5 separate regions of the Mus musculus genome follow, and regions 1, 2, 4 and 5 are each linked to region 3. A link is a contact called in public Hi-C and HiChIP or PLAC-seq data. All regions are on one chromosome and are shown on one strand. Each heading gives the region's core, a stretch centred on a gene start, on an enhancer-like site or on the middle of the called end of the contact. The rest is flanking DNA. Distances are from core to core; before and after follow the strand shown. Region 1 holds the start of Pik3c2b (phosphatidylinositol-4-phosphate 3-kinase catalytic subunit type 2 beta). Region 2 holds the start of Yod1 (YOD1 deubiquitinase). Region 3 holds the start of Elk4 (ELK4, member of ETS oncogene family). Region 4 holds the start of Mdm4 (transformed mouse 3T3 cell double minute 4). Region 5 holds the start of Zbed6 (zinc finger, BED type containing 6).

Evidence for each region. A called contact is a pair of places that touch in the nucleus more often than the background predicts. HiChIP or PLAC-seq counts read pairs in DNA pulled down with a chosen protein or histone mark.
Region 1: a Hi-C map of B cells shows a contact between it and region 3, with 7 read pairs. The contact joins the promoter of Pik3c2b here to the promoter of Elk4 in region 3. A contact is called at or near these places in 2 of 39 promoter capture datasets (the C10 cell line and pre-B cells), 1 of 484 Hi-C or Micro-C datasets (B cells) and 2 of 115 datasets of contacts at active chromatin or transcription factors (the SCID.adh cell line and pancreatic cancer cells).
Region 2: a Hi-C map of muscle stem cells shows a contact between it and region 3, with 9 times the contacts expected there. The contact joins the promoter of Yod1 here to the promoter of Elk4 in region 3. A contact is called at or near these places in 3 of 484 Hi-C or Micro-C datasets (CD4 T cells, CD8 T cells and muscle stem cells) and 1 of 115 datasets of contacts at active chromatin or transcription factors (double positive thymocytes).
Region 4: an H3K27ac HiChIP or PLAC-seq map of microglia shows a contact between it and region 3, with 7 times the contacts expected there. The contact joins the promoter of Mdm4 here to the promoter of Elk4 in region 3. A contact is called at or near these places in 3 of 39 promoter capture datasets (the C10 cell line, erythroid cells and pre-B cells), 3 of 484 Hi-C or Micro-C datasets (B cells, the G1E-ER4 cell line and Th1 cells) and 3 of 115 datasets of contacts at active chromatin or transcription factors (the SCID.adh cell line, microglia and pancreatic cancer cells).
Region 5: a contact with region 3 is called in a Hi-C map of the G1E-ER4 cell line, with 4 times the contacts expected there. The contact joins the promoter of Zbed6 here to the promoter of Elk4 in region 3. A contact is called at or near these places in 2 of 39 promoter capture datasets (neutrophils and pre-B cells) and 1 of 484 Hi-C or Micro-C datasets (the G1E-ER4 cell line).

Annotation. Positions count from the first base shown.
Region 1 is chr1:133,042,969-133,047,574 of GRCm38.p6, forward strand. Pik3c2b (phosphatidylinositol-4-phosphate 3-kinase catalytic subunit type 2 beta) reads left to right here and starts at 3,044. Exons shown (of 33, transcript NM_001099276.2): 1 at 3,044-3,455.
Region 2 is chr1:130,715,854-130,720,207 of GRCm38.p6, forward strand. It overlaps Yod1 (YOD1 deubiquitinase), which reads left to right and starts at 1,474. Exons shown (of 2, transcript NM_178691.4): 1 at 1,474-1,958; 2 at 2,863-4,354. The coding sequence starts at 1,631. The coding sequence ends at 3,566. It also overlaps a transcript of Pfkfb2 not described here.
Region 3 is chr1:132,004,081-132,009,069 of GRCm38.p6, forward strand. It overlaps Elk4 (ELK4, member of ETS oncogene family), which reads left to right and starts at 3,540. Exons shown (of 5, transcript NM_007923.3): 1 at 3,540-3,860.
Region 4 is chr1:133,021,594-133,026,677 of GRCm38.p6, forward strand. Mdm4 (transformed mouse 3T3 cell double minute 4) reads right to left here and starts at 3,823. Exons shown (of 11, transcript NM_001302801.1): 1 at 3,655-3,823. It also overlaps the pseudogene Gm29257.
Region 5 is chr1:133,658,341-133,662,994 of GRCm38.p6, forward strand. Zbed6 (zinc finger, BED type containing 6) reads right to left here and starts at 2,545. Exons shown (of 1, transcript NM_001166552.1): 1 at 1-2,545. The coding sequence starts at 1,257. It overlaps Zc3h11a (zinc finger CCCH type containing 11A), which reads right to left and starts at 3,059. Exons shown (of 18, transcript NM_001276767.1): 1 at 2,897-3,059.

The DNA of each region.
Region 1 (4,606 bases), core at 1,794-4,293, 1.0 Mb after region 3:
TTCTTCCTCCTCCTCCTCCTCTTCCCTCGTCCTCTTCTTCTTTCTTCTTCTTCCTCTTCTTCTTCTTTCTTCCTCCTCCTCCTCTTCCTCTTCCTCCTCCTGTTCCTCTCCCTTCTGGTTTTTCAAGACAGGATTTCTCTGTGTAGCCTTGGCTGTCCTGGAACTCACTTTGTAGACCAGGCTTGCCTGGAACTCAGAGATTTTTTTAAAAAAAGATTTATTTATTTACTTTATGTGAATATACTGTCTCTCTCTTCAGACACACCAAAAGAAGACATCAGATCACTTTACAGATGATTCCCATGTGGTTGCTGGAAATTGAACTGAGGACCTCTGGAAGAGCAGTCAATGCTTTTAACCTCTGAGCCATCTTCCCAGCTCTAAGAGCCCTTCCCACCCCCTCACCCCCACCCCCCAGACAGGGTTTCTCTGTACAGCCCTGGCTGTCCTTGAACTCACTCTGTAGACCAGGCTGGCCTCAAACTCAGAAATCCGCCTGCCTCTGCCTCACAAGTGCTGGAATTAAAGGTGTGTGCCACCACTGCCCAGCAAAAGCCCTCTTCTTTATTCTTCCGCTGAACCTGTCCTGAAGACCTGCAACTCTGACTCAGTGTTATACATCCGGGTGTCTAGGTGCTACAGATGAAAACATTCAAATAGTATCTGCATCATCATACAAAAATATCCAGCACTAGCTGTGGCCTCTATGCTAGCTGTAAGCAGCTGTGGGCCTCCATCCTTAGTTCTCTCTTGGTGTTGGGGGCTTAAGCCAGGGCCTTGTGTAAACCGAGTTATGTACTCCCTCGTTTCTTTCTTTTTTTTTTTTTTAAGATTTATTTATTTATTATATGTAAGTATACTGTAGCTGTCTTCAGACACTCCAGAAGAGGGAGTCAGATTTTGTTACAGATGGTTGTGAGCCACCATGTGGTTGCTGGGATTTGAACTCTGGACCTTCAGAAGAGCAGTCGGGTGCTCTTACCCACTGAGCCATCTCACCAGCCCCCCTCGTTTCTTTCTATGGTCATTTAAAACCTAACCACATTTTTTACATCTTCAATCCTATCTATTGGTTTTGTTTTGTTTTGTTTTTCAAGGCAGGGTTTCTCTGTGTAGCCCTGGCTGTCCTAGAACTCACTCTGTAGACCAGGCTGGCTTCGAACTCAGAATTCTGCCTGCCTCTGTCTCTCAAGTGCTGGGATGAAAGGCATGTGCCACCACAACCAGCTTTCTATACTATTTTTACTCTTTTTGTCTCAGCAGAATTCTCAAAGACGATCAAGTAGCAACTATTTTTTTTCTTCAGGGTATAGCTTCAAGACTTACTGCTCTCCAAATCCATTTGCCAGTGAGTCTCTCCAGGCAACTTTGTCTCGCATGCTTTGGGCCATCTCCTTTCCTCTTTGGGACAGTTTGCATTTTCACCCCTTTGCTCCCTGGTCTTACCTCTCAGCATAGGAACACATTTCTTTCTTGTCTTAAAAGAAAACCAAGCCAAGGGTGTTGGCTCAGCACTTAGGAGAAAGAGGCAGTACAATCATGAATTTGAAGCCAGCCTGGGCTACATATCAAGTTCAAATGGCAGCCTCAGCTACATGGGAAAACCTGTGCCAAACAACACTTCCATACCTGATCTTTCATGCTCCTTTGTATTCCTCCTCTAGTTGTTAAGCTTCTAGAACGAGTCTTTCACCATCAAGCCACCGGAACCTGATTTAGCTCTCACAGGCTTCTTTTTCTCTTCACTCACCTAGTGATGCCCATGAGGTTTCTATCTAACCGTTCCATTTCATCCTCGATGAAAACAAAACAATATTCTCCCTCAAATACTTTAGAATTGTGAACTCGACTTTTTGGGGGTGGGGGTTAAGATTGAATTTATTTTTAGATTCTGTATATGCTTGTGGGGGTGTGCACATGCATATGGATGCCTGCAGAGGCCAGGAGAAAAAGCAGCAGCTCTCCTGGAGTTACACACCACACCCGTTGGGGTGCTTCTGCCTCCCAGGTGCTGATTGAGGACCTGGCTTAGGGACTCCCCTTTTGTACTGCTTTTCTCCACCACAGGACTTCCTCTAGTTGTTCAAATCCTCATTCTACTAGACAGCTCTCCTCTTTGTGAGCTCTCCCCAGTTTCTACCTCTACCAACCTAGGAAGGCTTTAGCCCTTGTCTCCTGGAAAACTGCTCCGGTTTCTTACAGAGTTTCATGCAAATAAGGGGGCGGGATCAAAGGCCCCATGTGTTTTATAAAGACCTTTCTGACTTTGATAGACTGAAATGGTAGTATCTTAAATATTTCCTTGGGGCAAGGCAAGGGATGCTTAACAGATGTTTCCATAGAAGCCTTAGCTAGAGAGCAGAGGGCATGGGAGCTGAGACACCTTCTCCCACCAAGGCTTGAAGGGGTACTGAGGAAGAAGGCTGAATCCCAGTGTGACTGGCAAAGAAAGGAAGATAGCAAAGAACAAGTTCCTGGTTGAAGAAAGTGTACTTGGAGATCCGAGACCCTAGTTATTATGCAAACGGAGCTGGCCAGTACTGGGTAGAGCCCTTAGGAAAATGCTTGACACAGGTGCTTTAAGGGAGGTGCCCGGAGAAAATAACACAGTTTCAAAGTTTGCTTCCTACCTTAATAGGGTTGGAGGCTTCTCTACTTCTCCTCCCCACTCAGGTTGGAAGACCGCCCTTGAGCAAACGGGAGAGAAAAGTGCCAACACAGCCTCCCCCACGAAGGTGGTAGTTCTTTAGAGCATCCCTATCATGCATAATTATGAGAGGAAATTTTCGAACGGATAACTGAACGCCCAGCCCGTGTCGCTTCCAATAAGGTGATCTGGCTTGTTTCACCTGACCCAGAGCAAGGGGTTCCAGCCTGGAAAACGACGACAATCTGCCAGCGGGAAGTGGGATTGCTGGCCCCCGGGGTCTGCTCAGGACGCCGCACACGGTGCGGAGGCGGGAGCGGGAGGGGGAGGGGAGGGGGAGAGGAAGAGGGGAGGGAGGGGGCCCGTGTTCCCGCCGCCCCGCCCTCTGGCTCCCGCGACTAGGCGATTCGGCGTTGCGGCTGTTGCCGGCGGCCTGGGCCGCGGTCCTGGCAGGAGCCGGTGAGCCTCGCGCGCCGTGCAGTGCGCCGGCTGTCCGGGAGATGGCTTCTCCCCGCTCGCTCGCCGTTCGCGCTATTGTCTCACCCGGGGCTGCCTGACTGCGAGCTCGTGCACGCTCCCGGCAGACAGCACCGGGCCCGGGCCCGGCCCCCACGCCCGTCGCTTGCCCGTGTGTCTCCTGCTGCGGGGATCCCAGTGCCCGCGCGGTGCGAGCGAAGGGAGCAGGCGACACTGAACATCACGCGGGGGCTGGAGCCGCCTGGATCTTCCGAGCGAGCCGGGTCGGCGGAGCCCTAGACACCCAGCCACGACAGTCAGGGTGTCGCGGCAGAACCCGCGGCCAGCGCAGGTAGGAAGAGCACGCGGCGGGGAGGACGACCCCGGGGCTGCGGAGCGCCCTCTTAGTCGGGGCGACGTGGGCAGAGCTCCCGCCCCGAAGCGCCAGCGCCGGGGCCAACAATGGCAGGGCCGAGAGCCCAGCCGGGTCCTCCGAGCACTGCAGGTTGCTCGCCCCCGCCCCACGGCTCGCCCGCGACTCGCGGCCTCGCCGGGCTTGCACCCGCCTCCTCCTCCGGAACACACTTCCCGGGTGCAGCTGCAAGACGAGCTGGGACCAGGGGACCGCTTTGGAGTCGATTTGTTTATTAGTTTGTTTAAGAGCAAAACCTGTCCTGGAGTGGGGGGTGGTGGGAGTGGTGCCTTCCTGTGCAGCGGGAGTGAGAAGTCAGCGTCCAACCTCGGGACGGTACACATTTTCGGCCAGGCGGAGGGTAGGGTTGGCCTTATAAGGATACTGCAAAAGCAGAAGACTGAAAGCTTGCAGGAGAGACTAGGACCTTCAGGCCCGAGTCCCCGGCCCTCCGGGAAAGTGCTCCTCTCCTGGGCAGTACTTGCCCCTCATTTTTCAGTTTTACACAGCTGCAGCTTTGGTGCGATGATAGAAGCTGGAAGCCCCAGCAAAACTGCCAAGCTGGGGTGGGTGGGGTGAAAAGTCCAGGGGCTTGGCAGGCTTCTGGGGTGTGGAAAGAGGTTACCAAATGTATGAGGTTAGTGCATTCACCCTTGTTGTGCAGAGGTTGAAGTGTCTAAACTCTGCCATTGCTCCTTCAGGCTAACCTGGCCCTACATCTCACCTCCCTTTAGGTATCTTTGTGGTTTCCCAGTCCCAGCCCACCAGTCATATTTAGGGTGAAAGTCCTATTGTCTCTGGTTGCCCTGGTGTTTTTATTCAACTTGGTCAGAGAGTTCTGCAGCCTGGACTGATAGACCCTAGCAGGCCTTTGATTCCTTAGCGGCTGGCAAGCTACCTGGGCTACAGAAGTGGGCTGATACAGCCCCTCCTTTCTCTAAACTACCTGCTTGTCTGGGACATGGCCAAGCAGATGTAAGCAATTTGCACTGAATTCCAGCCCCAAACCAGCCCTGAATGAAAACTTACTCGATTTGCTCCCACTAGGCCTTGGAAAGAGATTCAGGAGAGAAATGGCAACCCTGACACAC
Region 2 (4,354 bases), core at 224-2,723, 1.3 Mb before region 3:
CCCCGCCCACGCTGGCGTCAGCCCTCACCTGGAGGCACGCTGGACCAATGAAGCACCTGCAGGGCAGGGGGCGGGCTCCTGGGGTCTGGGAGGACCTGTGACAGCCTAAGGCTGTCAGCTCGCAAAGCAGCCGGCCCAGGGGAGCTTGGTGGCATTGTTGCCTGGAAACAAATGGAGCTGGAGGCGGGGTGAATTAAAAGCCTTCCCTTCCCCCCCCCCCTTCCCTTATTCTCGCGAGACCTGTTTGGCTGACATCTTGCGTGGGAGTGACTGGTGAAAAGTGAGGCTTAACGCCTTCGTTCCTGAATCTCCAGCTAGACTAGGTTCTGGGAGGTTGAGGTCGGCTTGTAAAGATGCCTTGCTGGCTACCAGAAGGCAAGAGCTAACTAACTACAACTTCTGGTCAGCATCCTTGGAGCCTATGGATCCGGGAGCCTCCCATTCACCAGACAGGTGACTCCAAAGCATGTTCCTTGATTTCCCCCTCCATCCCTGGACCCAGGCTACATTATCTGTGGTCATCTGGAAGAGCCAAGGAGGAGGAGAAGTGCACCCGCTCCTGGTGTGAGGGTACAGAGGGACAGATTCGCTGTAACTGATTCACAGTAGAGGCTGTTGCAGTGGGGTTTATATCTCCCAGAACTACTTTTCAAAGTCACTCCCCCTGCACACCATTGGTACCTGACAATGCTTGACAGTCCAGAGTGGGGAGGGGGACTTGTTTGCTGCTTTGGCTAAACGGTGGGGGAGGGACCCTAGAACTGTTTTCACTCCTTCCTTCTTGACCCGAGAGTCAAGTCATCTTCCACACAATCCAAATATGCGTTTCACACCCCCGCGGCGAGTTCCAGCGTGCTACGAACTGTCATTATTCGGCGTTTACTGCACACCTTTAGAACTATGGTCAAGGCAGTCTCGGGCTCCCGGGCTACAGAGTTGGAAACTGGCTAGCTATCTGGTCAGGTCTCCTCTCTGCCCGTCTGTCTTCTGTCTCTCGGCCACCGCGAGGACTGCGTTGCCATGATGAAGTGTCTTCCTACTGGGATACGAGGAATCGGACTGGAATCCTGATGACCAAGAGTGAGTCCTCTTGAGCCCTGCCACCAACCGCGGGAGTGAGGCGATCGCCCCAGGCACGGCTGCTGACCTCATACAGTCTTTCTGAGGTGGCAGATGGACGCTTTCAAGTTCGTCTCACGGGACTCCCCGCTCGTCCCGTCCACTTGGCCTCAATGAATCAGTTCGGCGCAGCCACGAACCCCGCCAGCGGCGTGACTGTTTGGTGGGTCCTTCTGACCTCTCTTGGCATTTGTTTACCTTCCCGACGATGAGTCGGCTCTGCCTGGTGTTTGGGAGGCTGCTTTCATCATTGGCGACCTCCCTGCAAGGTGACATTCTGCTCTGCTAGACTCGGGAACTCCTTCCCCGCCCTCCTCCCTGGAGCATAAATGCTGCCGACGCGAAGCTCGCCTCACCGGAGCGCTCGGGAGAGCCGGCCGACCCCCAACCCTCACCCGCGGCCGCCCTTGCCACTTTAAGAGCCCGCGCCGTTTTTGGAAGGACCGAGGCCGAGTCCCCCCCACCCCCCACCGAGGTGTCGCGAGAAGCGCCCCAGCGGCCACCTCTCGCGATGTTTGGAGGCGCCAAAGGCGGCCATTTTGGGGTCCCCCCCGCTGGTTACTCCGGCGCTGTCCCCCAGTCTGAGGCTGGGACCAAGGCTGGCCCCGCAGGAGGCCGGCCGGCCGACACTATGTGGCGGGTCCGCTGCAAGGCCAAGGGTGGCACCCACCTTTTGCAGGGTCTTTCCAGCCGGACCCGCTTACGGGAGCTGCAGGGCCAAATCGCCGCTATCACCGGCATCGCTCCCGGCAGTCAGCGAATCCTCGTTGGCTACCCGCCCGAGTGCCTGGATCTCAGCGACCGGGACATCACTCTTGGGGACCTGCCCATCCAGTCAGGTACGGGCACCGGCCGGGGCCGGGGAAGTCTTGGAGGACGTGGAGGGGAGAAGAGTGAAGCTAGTAAGGCAGAGTGCCGATGTGACAGCTAGGGGCTTCGAGGACCAGAACTCCGGGAAGGCCGGGGCAGGTGTCAAGTCCTTTACTTGTGATTTAGAGACAAGGCTGGAGTCTTGAAGTCCCCTGTTCCCCAAGCCTGCTTCCAGGTCATTTGTTTCCTCTGCTTTCCCAAAGGACAGCAGGACCCTTGTTCCCTGACGGGATGGTTCTTTTTCCCTATCCCGATCAGCAGGTCAGCGGTTGAGATACCAATTTTTCGTTTTCCCTGTGTGTTAATTTCTTTTTATCTTGTGTCTCATATATATATATATATATATATATATATATATATATATATATATATATATATATATACATACATACATACATACATACACACACACACACACACACACACACACTTGGACGTTGTGTTTATTGCTGTAGAATTAACCAACAGCAGTTACTTGTTCCCAGGTTTAGAACTTGAACGTCAGTGTTGACCATTCAAAGCTTTTTCCATTTTGTGGCAAGGCCCCTCGAATCGAGCTGTCAGATGGTATAGGCATGCGAAGTGCAAAGAACACCCCAGTGACCTACCTAGTCTGTGGAGAACATCTGAAAGATTTGGTTTTTAAGTTGAAATGCAGCGCGGAGCATTTTGTTCTGTTTGCCTCTTTCTGAAGACACTGAACTAAACACAAACAAACTTAGAGAGTTACTGGCCTCTTGTTTACAAAGTTGTGTTCTCCTTGGTAACCCGCTTTATACTTTTAACTCCTTTGCTTTCTAATTTTCTGAGTTGGCTAATAAACACCCAATCTATAATTTCTCTGCAGTTCTGGATTTGTTTTATTTTTGACAGGTGACATGCTGATTGTTGAAGAAGACCAAACCAGACCAAAAGCTTCACCTGCGTTTTCAAAATATGGTGCTCCTAGTTATGTCAGGGAAGCTCTGCCTGTGCTTACCAGAACCGCAGTCCCAGCAGACAACTCTTGCCTCTTTACCAGTGTGTACTATGTCGTGGAAGGAGGAGTCTTGAATCCAGCTTGTGCCCCTGAGATGAGACGCCTCATAGCACAAATTGTAGCAAGTGATCCAGTCTTGTATAGTGAGGCGATACTGGGAAAGACAAACGAAGACTACTGTGATTGGATCAGAAGGGATGATACGTGGGGGGGGGCAATCGAGATCTCAATCCTGTCTAAGTTTTACCAATGTGAAATATGTGTAGTAGATACACAGACAGTCAGAATTGATCGTTTTGGGGAAGATGCAGGATATACCAAAAGAGTTCTGCTTATCTACGATGGCATTCACTACGATCCGCTTCAGCGTAACTTCCCTGATCCAGATACCCCTCCTCTGACCATTTTCTCCTCAAATGATGATATTGTTCTTGTACAAGCACTGGAATTAGCTGATGAAGCTAGAAGAAAGAGACAGTTCACTGATGTAAACCGCTTCACCCTGAGATGCATGATCTGTCAGAAGGGCCTAACCGGACAAGCAGAAGCAAGGGACCATGCCAGGGAGACAGGCCATACCAACTTTGGAGAGGTGTGATCTATTCATAAGAGTGGGAGCCTACTACCTCACAGATCCAGAAGGCTCTGGGTTTTCCAATAAGCTATTCATAACCCTACAGAATAGAACACAATGCTTGGACCATCCTTTTATCCTAAACTAGTATGACTGACACTGAAATTCCTTGTTAAGATTAAAATCAGTGTGCAAGTTTACAGATGTGTGTCTACACTAGTGGCATGCCCTCTTTCTACTGGGGGTCGGAATAAGGTGGTTTTGGCCACTTGGGATGCTAACCCGAAGACTGGATTATATTATAAACCAGCACCTAGTGGCTTTAGCTTATAGAAGAAAACATCATATTTTAGGTAATGTGGAAAGCCTTGTGGAGGGCCACTGGACATATACCACAATGTCTCCAGTAGTTGATTCCTTTTAATAACTTTGAATGAGTTAGTAGTTTCTAAATTCTGAATTGATCCATCAAATGAAGATACTCAGAATTGTCAAAACTTTTTATATTGCAATTTGGTAGACTTTATAAGTGTATCTAACTACTTACAAGTATATTGAAAGCAATTTTACGGGGAGAAGTATGTCCCTTGAGAATGTTATCTAAAACAGGGATTAATATGGCCCTGTTGCGATTTCTAGTGTATAAAAGTAGAATGTATAAGGGGAAAAGGTGCCTGAAGCAGCTTCCTGAAGCTTTAAAAGACTGTTGGCCTCTTGTTTTAATGCAATTCATGTATTGTTATTTGTCACATTAGGTAATTTTTTTTTTCAGTGAAGCAGGGTATGCCTTTTTAATTGCTAATTTAGTTTAA
Region 3 (4,989 bases), core at 2,290-4,789:
AATTTTGGCCCCAGGCTGAAACAGATGTTTCCTGTTGGTTCAGGCACAACAGGAACATCTGCAGGTCTCCACACTCCTTCACTGCTCCTGCTATGGTGCTTTAAATGTCTTAAATCAAGCTTCTTTATAAGTGAATGCTTCCAGTGGGTATATCCAAACTAATTCTTATTTTCCCCTTTAGCTTCTAAGAAGTTGTAGGAAAAAATATGAGACTAGAGGTAAAGATGGAGATGAATACATGGACACACACACACACACACACACACACACACACACACACACACACGAAAAGAACTCCCCGCCTTCCACATGTCAAACATGAGCTGTACCACTGAGCTACATTCCCTTTGGAGAACATTTATTTTGAGACAATGTTTCAACTACATTTCCTGCCTCGGGTTCCCAGGTAGTTGACCTTACAACTGTGTACGGCCACTCTAGACATAAACACTTATTTCTGAATGAAAATATCTTTGTCCTTTGGGAAATTTTGTTTTTTTCATTTTTAGGTTTGTTTAGACAAGTCTTGCTGTGTCACCCAGAGTGTCCTAGAACGCTCTCTGTAACTCAGGGTTACCTCAGCCTCGCAGTCCTTCTTCTGTCTGTGCCTCTGGGATTACAGGCATGCACCATCATGCCTAGCTTGCCCAAATTAGGTTTTGAGTTACTTTTGGTTGTTGTTTTGAAACAGGGACTTCCTATGTGGCCCTGGCTGTTCTGGAACTCATTAGGCAGAAGAGGCTGGCCTCCATTTGGCGGTACTCCTGCCTCTGCCTCCTGAGTGCTAGGACTACAGACATGTGCTACCATACTCAATTCCAAAGTTAGTTTTGAAAAATTGACAGCTTTTAGTCAGAGTGGTTTCACAGGCTTAGTTATCTTATGCTAAGGGGAGGGTTGGAGACACAGGAAGTAATGATTATCTTTCGGATAACAGGATTGCATTTATGCAGAGTGCTCAATTAATTTTACCAGGAGGTCAATGGAAGGGAAGAAGTGATAGGTAAAAAGAAATGACACCACTATTTACCAAGTGTCTACCTTGTACCATCCAGAAATCATGTCCTGCATTTAATCCGATGATATACATTATCATCGTTTGATAATATGTGTGAACTAAAAAGATCAGAGAAGTTAATCAGCTTATTGAAAGCAACACAACTAGCAAACATCAGGGAAAACCAGTAACTCAAACTCTGACCTGTCTGGCAACCTGTTAAAGAGAAGATGACAACTGATTTCTTCAGAGGTTTGTTCAGCAGTCACAATTTATTAATGGCCCTACACTCCTTGGGCTGCTAGTTCAATTATTTTCCCAGACCAAGTGTGACTTGTTTCCTTTAAGAATTATAGCTATGCAGTGCTGGAAAGATGGCTCAGTGGTTAAGAGTGCACATTGCTCTTCAGAGGACCTGAGCTGGGTTCTCAGCACTCACGGGGGTGGCTTACAACAGCTTCTAACTCCAGCTCCAGGGGATCTGGGATCTGATACTCTTCTCCTTCTTAGGTAGGTACTGGCCAGGACCCTTCCTTTTTGTTGATTATCTTCCATAATACTGGAAGGTGCTATGTAGGTTCCTGGGGGAAGTAACACCCAGATGTGAACTCCATGAGCCACAGTAACAACTGGCTTGGCAAGTACAATAGTGCCATGAAAATTATGGAAGCAACCAACTGTTTCCTGGTTGGGCTGAAATTCTACTCTACAGGATAACTGGCCAAGATCCAGCTGCTGGGGAGCTCATAGCTCATAAGTAATTCTACTATTATTGTGTTAAATGGACATAGCATCAGACTGCCCTGAAATAGTTATCACACCAATAGATTAGTGCAACTCTCAGTGCTCTCTAGAGAAGCTCCTTTTTGCCTTGGACGCCAGATAATACAGAGTCACATCTGGTCCAAGTGCAAAGAATCAATGTCTGTGAAGTGCTCAACCATAAGTTGAATATTTATAGCATGTCACCACCACCCAAGGTTCAGGGAACACTGAGGAGGAGGAGAAGGAGGTGGTGGAAGGATTTTTAAGAGCCAGAAGTCTGGGGTGACTGGACTCTTCTGGGCATGACCACTACACTCATGCATTTACAGAAGCCATGGTTGCCTGTTAAAGATCTGTACAAGAGCAAGCAGTTGACATTCCATTGTGAACAGAGCATAGACGCCCCGCCCCTAGCTGAAGAGCTATTGGCCTTTGATGGGTGCCAGAATGAGTCAGTTTTCTTTAGAGGTGGGTCCCTGACCACGATCTAGTGGACTAGTGGACTGTCTCACATCCAGGCATATATGGGCAATACTAACTGGACTCACTGGGTTAAGAAACAATGAAAAAGAGGGCACATAGGGGGATCTGGGAGGAGTCAGAAAGGTGAGGGAGGGGGACTATGTTTAAAATATATTGTATGCATGTATGAAATTATCAAAGAAAAAATTATATATATAGATATCTGTATCTATATATCTATATAGATATCTATAGCTATATATATATGAAACTGAGCTTGGTGTTAAAAGCCTGTAAATTCATCACTTGGGAGGTGGAGGAAACAGGATCAGGAGTTCAAAGTCAACCTCAGCTCGGACTTCATGAGACCTTGCTTCCAAACACAAATCACATTTGTAAGAACCAGCTTACGCTTAACATCCTCATAATGTTGATACTGAGACAGGGTTGCTGAGAGTCCAACCCCAAATTGAGTGGCACAGTCAATCCCATGAGAGCTTTAAGTACAGAAACTGTCTCAAAAAGCCTAAGTAAACAAACAACACACTCATTCGTTTAGTGGGGCAGGGAGACAAAATGGAACGCTCAATTGCCTCAGCTGCGAACACTTGTGAACCTTGGAATTGGGTGTTGATTTCTGCATCCCTTCTTTGGATGTTGCAAGTTTTGAAAATTAGGTTTTCACAGTGACTTTACAGGCAATGAATTGGGTGTTTCGGATTCTTAAGTAAAGTCACTTAGACTGGACGTGGTGGTGCACATCTGTAAATATCTGTAATCCCACCACTTGGGGCCAGGAGTTGAAGCAGAAGGATCTCCTATGAGTTCAGAACAGCTAGAGCTACGTGTTAAAATACTGTTTCTAAACCAAAAAAAAAAAAAAAAAGAAAGAAAAAGAAAAAAGAAAAGAAAGAAAGAAAGTTAAAGCTCTGGACCAAGCTAAGTTGGTAAGGGGGAAAGCTTTTCCCATTCTAGAGAGACCATTCGTCAATGATTCTGATCAAGTGGTGGTGGTAGCTCGCAATGTAAACCAGTGGGCGTCGTCCTCACACGTCAGCTCCGCCGCCACAGCCCTGGGCCCAGATTGCTACCCCGAGAGCCCTAAGCAGGACTTTGGGCCTGCGAGGAAGTACGAATGTCCGGCAGAGCAGGAGTCCCCGGAGCGAGTGCACGGGACGGACTAACAGGGTACGTACGGGAGCCCCGGGCCAGAAACAAAACACTGGCTTTGGGGCCCGGCCCCTCCCCCGGAAGTGACGCTCGCGCTGCTTCGGCGTCGAGGAAGGGCCCCGGCAGTGCCGGGGGGGGGGGGTTTGAGAGTGGCGGAGGCCGCGGAACGACGGGAGACGGCGGCCGTAGTGAAGAACGTCGAGCGCACGCACGGCGAGTGGCAGCTTAACTATAGCCACTTCGCCGTCCCGGCCGCGTGTGCGAGGGCGGGGCTCGAGACCTGCGGCAGCGGGAGATGCGGGCGGCTGCGGGCACGCGGCTGGCTCGGCTCGGCCGCCGCTTTCTCGGGCCCCGGCGCGGGGGTCGCCACTGTTCGCCGCGCGGTCTTTGAGGTCCGAGTGTGAGGAGCGGTGGGCGACAGAGTCTCGCACCGCGTTCAAGGCCGAGGAGTCCCGTGCCCTGCCTGGTGAGCAGCACGCCCACGCCCCGTCGGGGTCTCGCACCACCGCCCCTCAGCCAGGTTTCCGCGCGGGCCGGGCGGAGGTTGCGGGCGCGGCAGGAAGTGCACCGGGCGGAGGGAGGGGCGGAGCTTGGTGGCGGGAGGGTGGGACCTGGTGGGTGGGCGGGGCCCGCTGGCGCGCTCTCCTTGGGGGAGCAGCTCGGTGGAGCTCAGGTGCTCGCCGGAGCGCCCCCTCCGCCTTGCCCGCACCTCGGTGGGTCGTGAGAAGTCCCTTGGGCGGAAGGTGGCAGCGGTTTTTTGTTGCCTGGGTGGGGCAGAGGGGAACGGTTTTAACTTGCCGGAGTGGCAGGAAGTTGGAAAGTGAAAGTGCTTTCTTGGCTCGCCCACGGGCCGGAGGTCTGCGTCTCCCCGCACTTTGATCTCGGGGCGCGCGGCCTCACGCCGCATTCTTCCCTTCCCCAAGCTCGCTGTCCATCCGGCCACAGGTTTTTCTTTCTCTACTTTTCATCAGTCCTCCTCGCTTCCTGTACAGCTGTGGCAAGCTTTTCCTCGGAAAAGCATTGGAAACATCTTTGAGGGGAGGAGTTTTAACGGGCATCGGCAAGGAAATAAGGGGGAATTTGTTGGGTGAACTCAGAAGACACGGTTGGCATTTTCTCGAGCCCTTGCAATGTGAAGGTTAGGTCATTTAAGTAAGAGTCTTTCAGTAGAATGGCTGCCGTTCTAAGGTCAGAGCTCTTCTCTCTTCCCCCCCATGCACAGAACGTGGGGCTTCTGTATTTCCGGCTAGGAGTGGTGTTTTTAAAAGAGTATGATTCAACTTTTCCTTGTAGGAACTCTTTGTTCTTTGATCTTTGGTTTTATTTTAAAATGGAAACTGCTTACGTGGAGTTTGTTACATTTTTGGGGGGGAAATATTGTCTTAACTTTTGGGACACCATTATATATTTGAGGCAGGGGATGTACTCTTCAGTCACCAGCACAAAAAGGTAAAAAAAAAGTATACATTTAATATCCTCTTGTGGCTCTCACCGTTGCTTTCAGCCTCCTCTCCTTCCTTCTTGTGCTATGTATCAAAACTGGGGTCTGCATCAGGTGTTCATCAGCTGGTCTGCACTCCAGGCGCCCCTGTTCT
Region 4 (5,084 bases), core at 2,573-5,072, 1.0 Mb after region 3:
AGTATACTGTAGCTGTCTTCAGACAGAAGAGGGCGCCAGATCTCATTATGGATGGTTGCGAGCCACCATGTGGTTGATGGGATTTGAACTCAGGACCTTCGGAAAAGCAGTCGGGGCTCTTAACCGCTGAGCCATCTCACCAGCCCCAATAAATCTCTTTTTAAAAGTCTAGTTTGGGGGGGGAGGGGGTAAAAAAAATTCTAGCTGTGATAGCAAAAAAAAAAAAAAAATGAAATAAAATATATAGGATAAAATAAAGAACTAGAAACACAAATTGAAAATTCAGTGTTTCACAAGTGGTTGTCAGTTATGAAATGAATCCATGTTCAATAAAATTAACTAGAAAAACGTAAGTTAAATGAAATAAAATTGTTCCCTGAGACAGGTGGTATAGTGCCACACACCTTTAATCCCAGCATTTAGGAGGCAGAGGTAGACAGAGGAGTTTGAGGCCAGCCTGGTCTACAGAAAAAGTTCCAGGACAGCCAGGGCTACACGGAGAAACTCCAGGAGTGAGGAGAGGGAGTAGAGGGAGGGGGAGGTCCCTGAAGAAGAAAGGGGCTGGGGAGTAGTTAAGACTTACACAAGGAGCTGGAGAGATGGCTCAGTGGTTAAGAGCACTGACTGCTCTTCCAGAGGTCCTGAGTTCAAATCCCAGCAACCACATGGTGGCTCACAACCATCTGTAATGGGATCTGATACCCTCTTCTGGTGTGTGTCTGAAGACAGCGATGGAGTCCTCACTTATATAGAATAAATAATAAAAAAATAAATCTTGGGGCTGGTGAGATGGCTCAGTGGGTAAGAGCACCCGACTGCTCTTCCAAAGGTCCGGAGTTCAAATCCCAGCAACCACATGGTGGCTCACAACCATCCATAACGAGATCTGACTCCCTCTTCTGGAGTGTCTGAAGACAGCTACAGTGTACTTACATATAATAAATAAATAAATCTTTTAAAAATAAATAAATCTTAAAAAAAAAAAAAGACTTGCACAAGGACTGAAGTTCAGAACCACCCCACCCCGACACTCAGCCGCTGTGTCTAACAAATGCTTGTAAAATTCATATTGGTTAAGTCAGGCTCTTTTGAAAATATCTTACACACTCTTATTGCTTGTAGCAAGAGATACAATGAAATTTCCAACTATGATGCTACTAGATTGGTTTGTTTAGCCTAGTATAGCTTTAGTCTGATTCATTCATTTAAGAATTTAATCAAAGATGTGTATGTCTTATGCTGTACTGGCTTGACATTTGTTTTTTTAGTGGTTATAAGGATCCTTTGCATCTTAAGGAATTCTGTCTTAAAAGCATATTTAGCCGGGCGGTGGTGGCGCACGCCTTTAATCCCAGCACTTGGGAGGCAGAGGCAGGCAGATTTCTGAGTTTGAGGCCAGCCTGGTCTACAGAGTGAGTCCAGGACAGCCAGGGCCAGGGCTATACAGAGAAACCCTGTCTCGAAAAAGAAAGAAAGAAAGAAAGAAAGAAAGAAAGAAAGAAAGAAAGAAAGAAAGAAACAAACCAACCAACCAACCAACCAACCAACCAACCTACAAATACAACCAATGAGGACCCAGCTAAATAAAGTGTATCTGACAACCACTCTGGATATCAATCTGGCAGTTCCTCAGAAAATTGGACATAGTAATACCGGAAGATTCAGCAATACCACTCCTGGACATATACCCAGAAGATGCTCCAACTTGTAATAATGACACATGCTCTACTATATTTAGAGCAGCCTTATTTATAATAGCCAGAAACTGGAAAGAACCCAGATGCCCCTCAACAGAGGAACGGATACAGAAAATGTGGTACATTTACACAATGGAGTACTACGCAGCTATTAAAAACAATGAATTTATGAAATTCTTAAGACAAATGGATGGATCTGGAGGATATCATCCTGAGTGAGGTAACCCATTCATAAAAGAACACACATGATCTGCACTCACTGATAACTGGATATTAGCCCAGATAATCAGAATACCCAAGATACAATTTGCAAAACACATGAAACTCAAGAAGGAAGACAAAAGTGTGGATACTTCGATCCTTCTTAGAAGGGGGAACAAAATACCTATGGAAGGAGTTACAGAGACAAAGTTCGGAGCAGAGACTGAAGGAATGACCATCAAGAGACTGCCCCACCTGGAGATCCATCCCATAAACAACCACCAAACCCAGACACTATTGCAGATGCCAACAAGATTTTGCTGACAGGAACCTGATAGAGCTGTCTCCGGAGAGGCTCTGCCAGTGCCTGGCAAATACAGAAGTGGATGCTCACAGCCATCCATTGGACAGAGCACAGGGTCCCCAAGGAAGGAGCTAGAGAAAGGACTGAAGGAGCTGGAGGGGTTTGCAGTCCCAAAGGAGGAACAACAATATGAACTAACCAGTACCCCCAGAGCTCCCTGGGACTAAACCACAAATCAAAGAAAACACATGGTGGGACTTGTGTCTCTAGCTGTATATGTAGCAGAGAATGCCCTAGTCGGTCATTAACGGGAGGTAGGGCCTTGGTCCTGTGAAGGTTCTTTGCCCCAGTATAGGGGAATGCCAGGGCCAGGAAGCGGGAGTGGGTGGACTAGTGAGCAGAGGGAGGGAGAGAGGATAGGGGATTTTCGGAGAGGAAACTAGGAAAGGTAAATAAAGAAAATAGCTAATTAAAAAAAACGAAACAGGAGTTGTTTGTGGTCTTGACCAGTACAGTAAAAGAATACTGAAAGTAATACTTTGGACCTAAACAAACTTTTTTCCTAGCAGAAATGTATGAAGGAGGAGACTAAACTTGGATATGCAGCAACTGACAGCATTATTAAACGTTTCAAATATCTTTGACACATGTCGTGCCTGTCATTAGGTAGAGGTTCCTAATCCACAAAGACCTTTCTTGAGTAGGACAAGACAGGCATTGTTTTATCCAGATGTGTCATAATAAGAGTGGTGTCAAAATCTGGGGATGTACAAGCATCGTTGGGTGGTGTGCTAATTAAAGTTCATATTCGTGGTCCCGGTGAGGTAGAGGAGCAGGCTGTTTTGGAGGCAGGGGCAGATGACTGTGAATTTGAGGTCAGCCTAGTCTATACAGCAAGCTCCGGGTTAGCCAGGGCCGGCCACAGTGAGATTCTGTCATAATAATAATAATAATAATAATAATAATAATAATGAGATTCTGTCTCAATAATAATAACACAACATATTCGTGAAGAATATTTTTTTAATTTTTTAAATGCCCCAGGTCCGTATGAAGACCGCAAACAAGTATCTTTCACACACTAAAGCAGACAATTTGCAGCCCTAGAAATTATTTAAATCTTAAGTCACGCCAATGACACTCTCCAGGTCTCTCTCTACGACTCCTTTCCTTCAAAGTGCCTCACCCACCCCGCAAAGTGGAAGAGCAAATAAAAGATCAACCCCTTCACTTCGCTTTCAGTCTGTTAACTGTGGACTCCGTTTCACCACACTCCATTTTCCTCCACCCCGGGGTCGAAGCGCCACCCTTCCCCCACAGCCCCTTCCACGGCCCCGCGGCCCACGCCGCCCTCCGCGCCCCAGGCTCCTCCCGCCCGGTTCCTAGCTCCGAAGCCTCCGGACCTTCTGTCCGCTCCCCCGGCCCCCCGCGGGCCAGACCCCAACACCACACCTTACGGCCGCTCCATGAGTCGCTCCCCCTCCTAGCTGGGGGAGGGGTGGCAGCCGGAGACCCTAAGGCCTGCACTGCATTTTGAAACTGCGAGCAACGGCAGCACCACTTCCGGCCTCTCAAACCCAGCGTTCGCAAGAGCTTCCGGGGAGGCCGGGGGAACCATAGAGCGGACCCTGGAGGACTAGAGAGCTAGAAAGGCTGAAGAATCTACCATTGAGTACACACTAGTCCGGGAAGAGAGCCTCCGGACCTCCGAGGTCAGACAGAGATAGTTTTCTATTTTATTTTACTATTGAGTCAGGGATTCTCTGTGTAGCTCTAGCTGTCCTGGAATTCACTATGTAAACCAGACTGCCTCCCGAGTGCTGAGATTTAAGGCTTGCCACAGCATACCTTGCTTGCATAAAGAGGTTTTGAAAGAAAATAGAGGCTGGTCGTGGTGGCGCACGCTTTTGATCCCAGCACTTGGGAGGCAGAGGCAGGCGGATTTCTGAGTTCGAGGCCAGCCTGGTCTACAAAGTGAGTTCCAGGACAGCCAGAGCTATACAGAGAAACCCTGTCTCGATCGAAAAAAAGCGCCGCAAGACCGGGGGGGGGGGGGGGGGGGGTTAAGCGAAAACCCTGCCACAAGAAGCGAAAGTATGAGCTGGGACGGCCCGCTGCCAACACGAAGATTGGCCCTCGCCGCATACACACAGTCCAAATTCGAGGAGGCAATAAGAAGTACCGTGCCCTGAGATTGGATGTGGGGAACTTTTCCTGGGGCGCTGAGTGTTGTACTCGCAAAACAAGGATCATTGATGTTGTCTACAATGCATCCAACAACGAGCTTGTCCGCACCAAGACCCTAGTGAAGAACTGCATCGTGCTTATTGACAGCACGCTGTACCGACAGTGGTACGAGTCCCACTATGCACTGCCCCTGGGCCGCAAGAAGGGGGCCAAGCTGACTCCTGAGGAGGAAGAGATTTTAAACAAAAAACGATCAAAGAAAATTCAAAAGAAATATGAGGAAAGGAAAAAGAATGCCAAAATCAGCAGCCTCCTGGAGGAGCAGCTCCAGCAGGGCAAGCTTCTCGCCTGTATTGCCTCACGACCAGGCCAGTGTGGCAGAGCAGACGGCTATGTGCTCGAAGGCAAGGAGCTGGAGTTCTATCTGCGGAAGATCAAAGCCCGGAAAGGCAAATGAGCCTCATGCGTAGTGTAATAAAGGTGTCTGCTGTTCTATTAAAAAAAAAAAAAAAAAAAAAGACAACTTCCATATCCCATCTCTAGTCTTCTCATTTCCCTACAAGCTAACCCTTCCTGATCCTTTGACTACTTTTCTTTTTTTTGACATGTCAATGAGCCAGCTTACTCCCTGGTCGTTATTTTCTGGACAAGAATTTGTGTTAAGATGTGGATCCCAGAAAGAGATGTTTTTTGAG
Region 5 (4,654 bases), core at 1,295-3,794, 1.7 Mb after region 3:
CTGAATAACTGCCTGACTTATTTGATTTGCGGCTGCATTTTCACAATGTGTCGTCGTTTCTCTCTCTTGTGCGTGCACCGGATTATCTTGGTCTGCAACAGGAATAGGACTCTCAGATCTATTTTCAACCTCTAAACAAGGGGGTTCATCTGTATCAGAGTCACTGAGGTCCTCAGCTGTTAAATCTTGGCTGCCTGATGACTTCTCTCCAGGCATCGTATCATTCAGGAGATCACTGCTCTCTGTTTCAGTCTCATCTAATCCGTTTCCAATAGCACCACTGTCTTTGTTGGCAACAGCCCAATGGATGGGATGCGTGGCCTGAAGATGTCGTTGAAGTGTTGAAGTTCCTAAGTGGGAACCTGGCCTACCCCGGCTCACACTTCTTTTACATATGTTACACACAGCTCTTGAGATGTGCTGAGGGTCAGTATAAAAAAAATTCCAAACTGCAGATGTCTTGGCTCTCGTTCCTGGAATTAAGGCATGCTTGACAATGTTGCTTTTGATGAGAAAGCGCCCTCTTTTTGCCCTCAGGGCATCAGATGCTGACTTATCGCGCTTCTTACCCATTCTGTTTTCATCTACAGAATCAGTAGGAATATACTCAAAGCTTCCATTGCTTCCAGGAGAAGGAGGAGACAACGATAAATCCAAGGTAAAGTCCTCCTCCCCATTAGTGACTCCAAACTTGTTGGCCCTGGTCCAGTGAGGAGAATGCCTTGCCTGAAGATGTCTTTGAAGAGTAGATGTACCAAGATGGCTGCCTGGCTTACCCCTGCTGACACTTTTTTCACACAGGTTACAAATTGCTCTCCAGGTATATTGGGGGTCAACATGAAAGAAGTGCCACACAATGGAGGTTTTGGCTCTGGTACTAGGCAGATAGATTTGCTTTTCTATGTTGCCCTCAAAAAGACTTTCTTCATCTTGCTCAGGGGCACCGGAAGCTAACGAAGCAGGGGCATCAGCAACAGGTCTCCCAGACCCCAAATCCTTACTAAACTTTTTGGCAAGAATCAATTTTTTTCGGCGTCTTTTCCCCTTAATTCGCAAACCCTTCTTTCTTTTCTTTTTAGCAGGCAATTTTGTCTCTTTATTCGCTCCTTCTGCCACCATCTTTCCCTCTACCACATCGTCTTCGTCTGTGTTTGAATTAATGGAAACGCACCCCAGAATCCCAGCATCACCAAAAGTACTGCATCTTCTGCCAGGAGAGATTGAGGAAACTGGTACACTTAGAGTACATACACTCATTCTCTTTATGTCTCCACAATGCGGACCAGAACCTCTCAGTGGGTTTATTACTCTGGCAGAAATACAGCTGACCCTCTCCACTTGTATTACCTTTCCTCCAGTTTCTATGGGGAGTCAAATTCCCTTTCAACTGATGATTTCCAAGCCAGGTTATTTTTGGAGGAAAAATGACAGCAATGGAGAACATTCCCAAACTCTGTCTTGCAGGGCTTTAGGAGTTCTTGTAACTTTCAAATTCAAATCGTCCAGTGTCCTTATGTTATAGAAAAGAGAACCGAGGCCCATTTTCCCACCGTCATGGGATCTGGAGCAGCTAAAGGTTAAGTCTTCCAAATTGCAGGTTCACGTTCTTGCTGCCGAATCAAGAACTTCATCTGCTGGAAATGCCTTCAGTTCTTAAAATATGTACTTTTAGTGAATCCACACGACAACAACACTGGCTTTCCCTTAACTTCGGGAATATTTTCAGGAAATTTCACTTAAGCTTAGTGCACCACTCAACAGTCATCATTTAAGACTGACTTGCCAATACAACCTAAAAAGTCAATTCCGGCCAGCTAAATCAGATTCCACATACTAGGCATTAGCAGTAAGCGCTAGCTGTGCCCTTTCTGTTCTGATATTTTGAAAACTATAGGTGGCTGAAGAAAAATTAACTGGAAATAAAATTTCAAAACAAGGTAACAAGCTATATTCTTCATTTACGGTTTCTATCAAGAGTTCATATTTTTAGACTGAAGCAACATTACATACAACCTGTAAATAACTCATAAATTGACATTCTATGAGCAGCCAAACTAAAATAAGCTTTAAACCACTTCCATTCCTTTTCCGTGGGCCCCCTCCCCTCCCCTCAATACCAACACGTTTACCCTACGAAAGCATGGCTACCACTAGCTGCACAGCCGCCTTCTCTGGGTTCAGAACCAAAGCCTGGTAGATGTCAACAAAACGAGCCTTCCCCATGGGGATCCGCACCGATTATGGGCGTCTAAGGGGTGTTCTTCGTACGATCTCACCAATCCTACAAGAACGAAGAGTCCCTGTAGCTCTTGACTTCGAGGATGAAGGCTTGGGCGGGAGAGTAATCAGGGTAGGGAATGGGAATAGGATACCAGAATTCGACTCTGTATGTGGAATATTAGAAAACCTCCAAAGTAGTGGGACCCTAGAGAGGAAGGCGAGGAGGTAAAGTCGGGTCCAGGCACTTGATCTGATCTCGGGAGGGAGGGCCAGCTAACTAAAGAAACTGATTCCCGGAAGAGAGCAACCTAGTGTCAGTTCCCCCTCCGGGGGTCCGAAACAGTCGCTTTTCCGGGGCTACCCGGGAATCCCGGTTCGGGAACACCGGATGTGGGGGGAGGGGGAAGAGGTTGGTAAGTAAGGGAGCAGGCGCCGTGGGGGTGGGGCGGAGCGGGTGGGGGCAGGGAGGGTGGGAAAGTGAGCTGAAGTCTGCCTAGGAGCCCAGCAGGCCGGGGCCGCCGGCGGGAGTCCGGGTAGCTGCCGTGCTGATGGGCCCGGTTCAGACTTCCCGGGCTAGGCCGAAAGTCGGGCGAGGGGAGGCCGCTGCCACTCCCCTCGCCCTCTTCTCCCTCCCAGGCCCCAAGTCACCCGGGAATCAAAAAATGGGTCTAGTTACCAGAGAACAGAAACTTTACCGAACCGATGACAATGTCTCCGACTCCCGCGTGCTGCCACGTCTTTCTCTTTTCTTAGCTGCGGTCGCCCGCCGTCCTCACAGCAGCCGAACAAGCAGAAACCCAGGACTGCCAGCGTCAAAGATGGCGCCCGGCTACAGGCTCGCCTTTAAGGCTGGGCCAGTGAAAGTGCCAGCACGACGCAAAGCGCAGGCATTCTGGGAGTTGTAGTTTCCTCTATGAGGCCAGCCTTAAAATGGCTTCTTGGGTCATAGGGTCACGTGTCACGGAGGCACGGGGACCGGAATTTCTTTCTGTGGACCCGGATGCCTATCAGAAAATTATTCTTCACGAAAGTTTTGTTTTGTTGTAAAATCAAGGAGAGAAGCAAGAAACCTGTCTACCAGATACCAAACATTCAATTTATGTTAACCAGAGTGTGTATAATGAGCCTTCCAAACCTGATAGACATTTAATTAAAAATTAGCTCCGAACTAACTGACCTGTTGTGGCAGCACTTAAGAAGCAGAGGCAAGCAAGTCTCTGTGAGTTTGAGAACACCCAGATCTATATAGTGAGTTCCAAAACAGCCAGGACTATTTAGAGAGTCCTGTATCACAAAACAAAACAAAAACAAAAACAAAAACAAAAACAAAAACTACTTTTCTCTTGCAAAGTTGAAGGACTTCCATAGCAGAAGTTCTGCTCTGGATGCTTTCCTTTACTTAATCACATTTATCTGTTTGTTTGTTTTGGCTTTTGAGACAGATATACTATGAACTCCTAACCTGGAACTTGCTCTGTAGACCAGGCTAGCCTCCAATCTTTAGCAATTCTTCCTCTCCTTGAGTGCTAGTGCCACAGGCATCTGCTACCATGCCTGGCTAGTTTTGTCTGTCTTTCTTTCTTTCTTTCTTTCTTCCTTTCTTTCTTTCTTTCTTTCTTTCTTTCTTTCTTTCTTTCTCTCCTTCCTTCCTTCTTTCTTTCTCTCCTTCCTTCTTTCTTTCTTTTTTTCTTTCTTTCTTTTTTAAGGTTTATTTATTTTATATGAGTACACTGAAGCTGTCTTCAGACACACCAGAAGAGGGCATCAGATCCTATTACAGATGGTTGTGAGCCACCATGTGGTTGCTGGGAATTGAACTCAGGACCTCTGGAAGAGCAGTCAGTGCTCTTAACCACTGAGCCTTCTCTCCAGCCCATTTGTTTGTTTTCTTAAAACAACGTGTGTTAGAAAAATAATCCATGTTTGATAAGAAAGTTACAAGATCGTGCAGTATGTAAAGCACTTTCCATGTATGCCTCAATTCCATCCCCAAAACCCATAAAGTTGTCCTCTGACATTTAAAAGTATACTGTGACAGGAACACCCATCAGACAACAATCTTTTTTTTGTTTTGTTTTTGTTTTTGTTTTCTTCAAGACAGGGTTTCTCTGTGTGGCCCTGGCTGTCCTGGAAGTCACTTTGTAGACCAGGTTGGCCTTGAATTCAGAAATCTGCCTGCCTCTGCCTCCTGAATGCTGGGATTAAAGGCGTGTGCCATCACTGCCCGGCGACAACAATCACTTTTAAAAAATGAAAATAAAATTGTAAGTTCAATCGCCAAGTTGGGGGTGTCAGGAAGTTATGAAGAGCAGTGGGGAAGGAGGAATTTACGAAGGTTGAGAGACAAGAAGGAAAAAAATATGAGCAACTACCTCTCATTATTCACGTTATTTTGTACTTTTTCTTTAATATGAAGACAGACAGAAACACACAC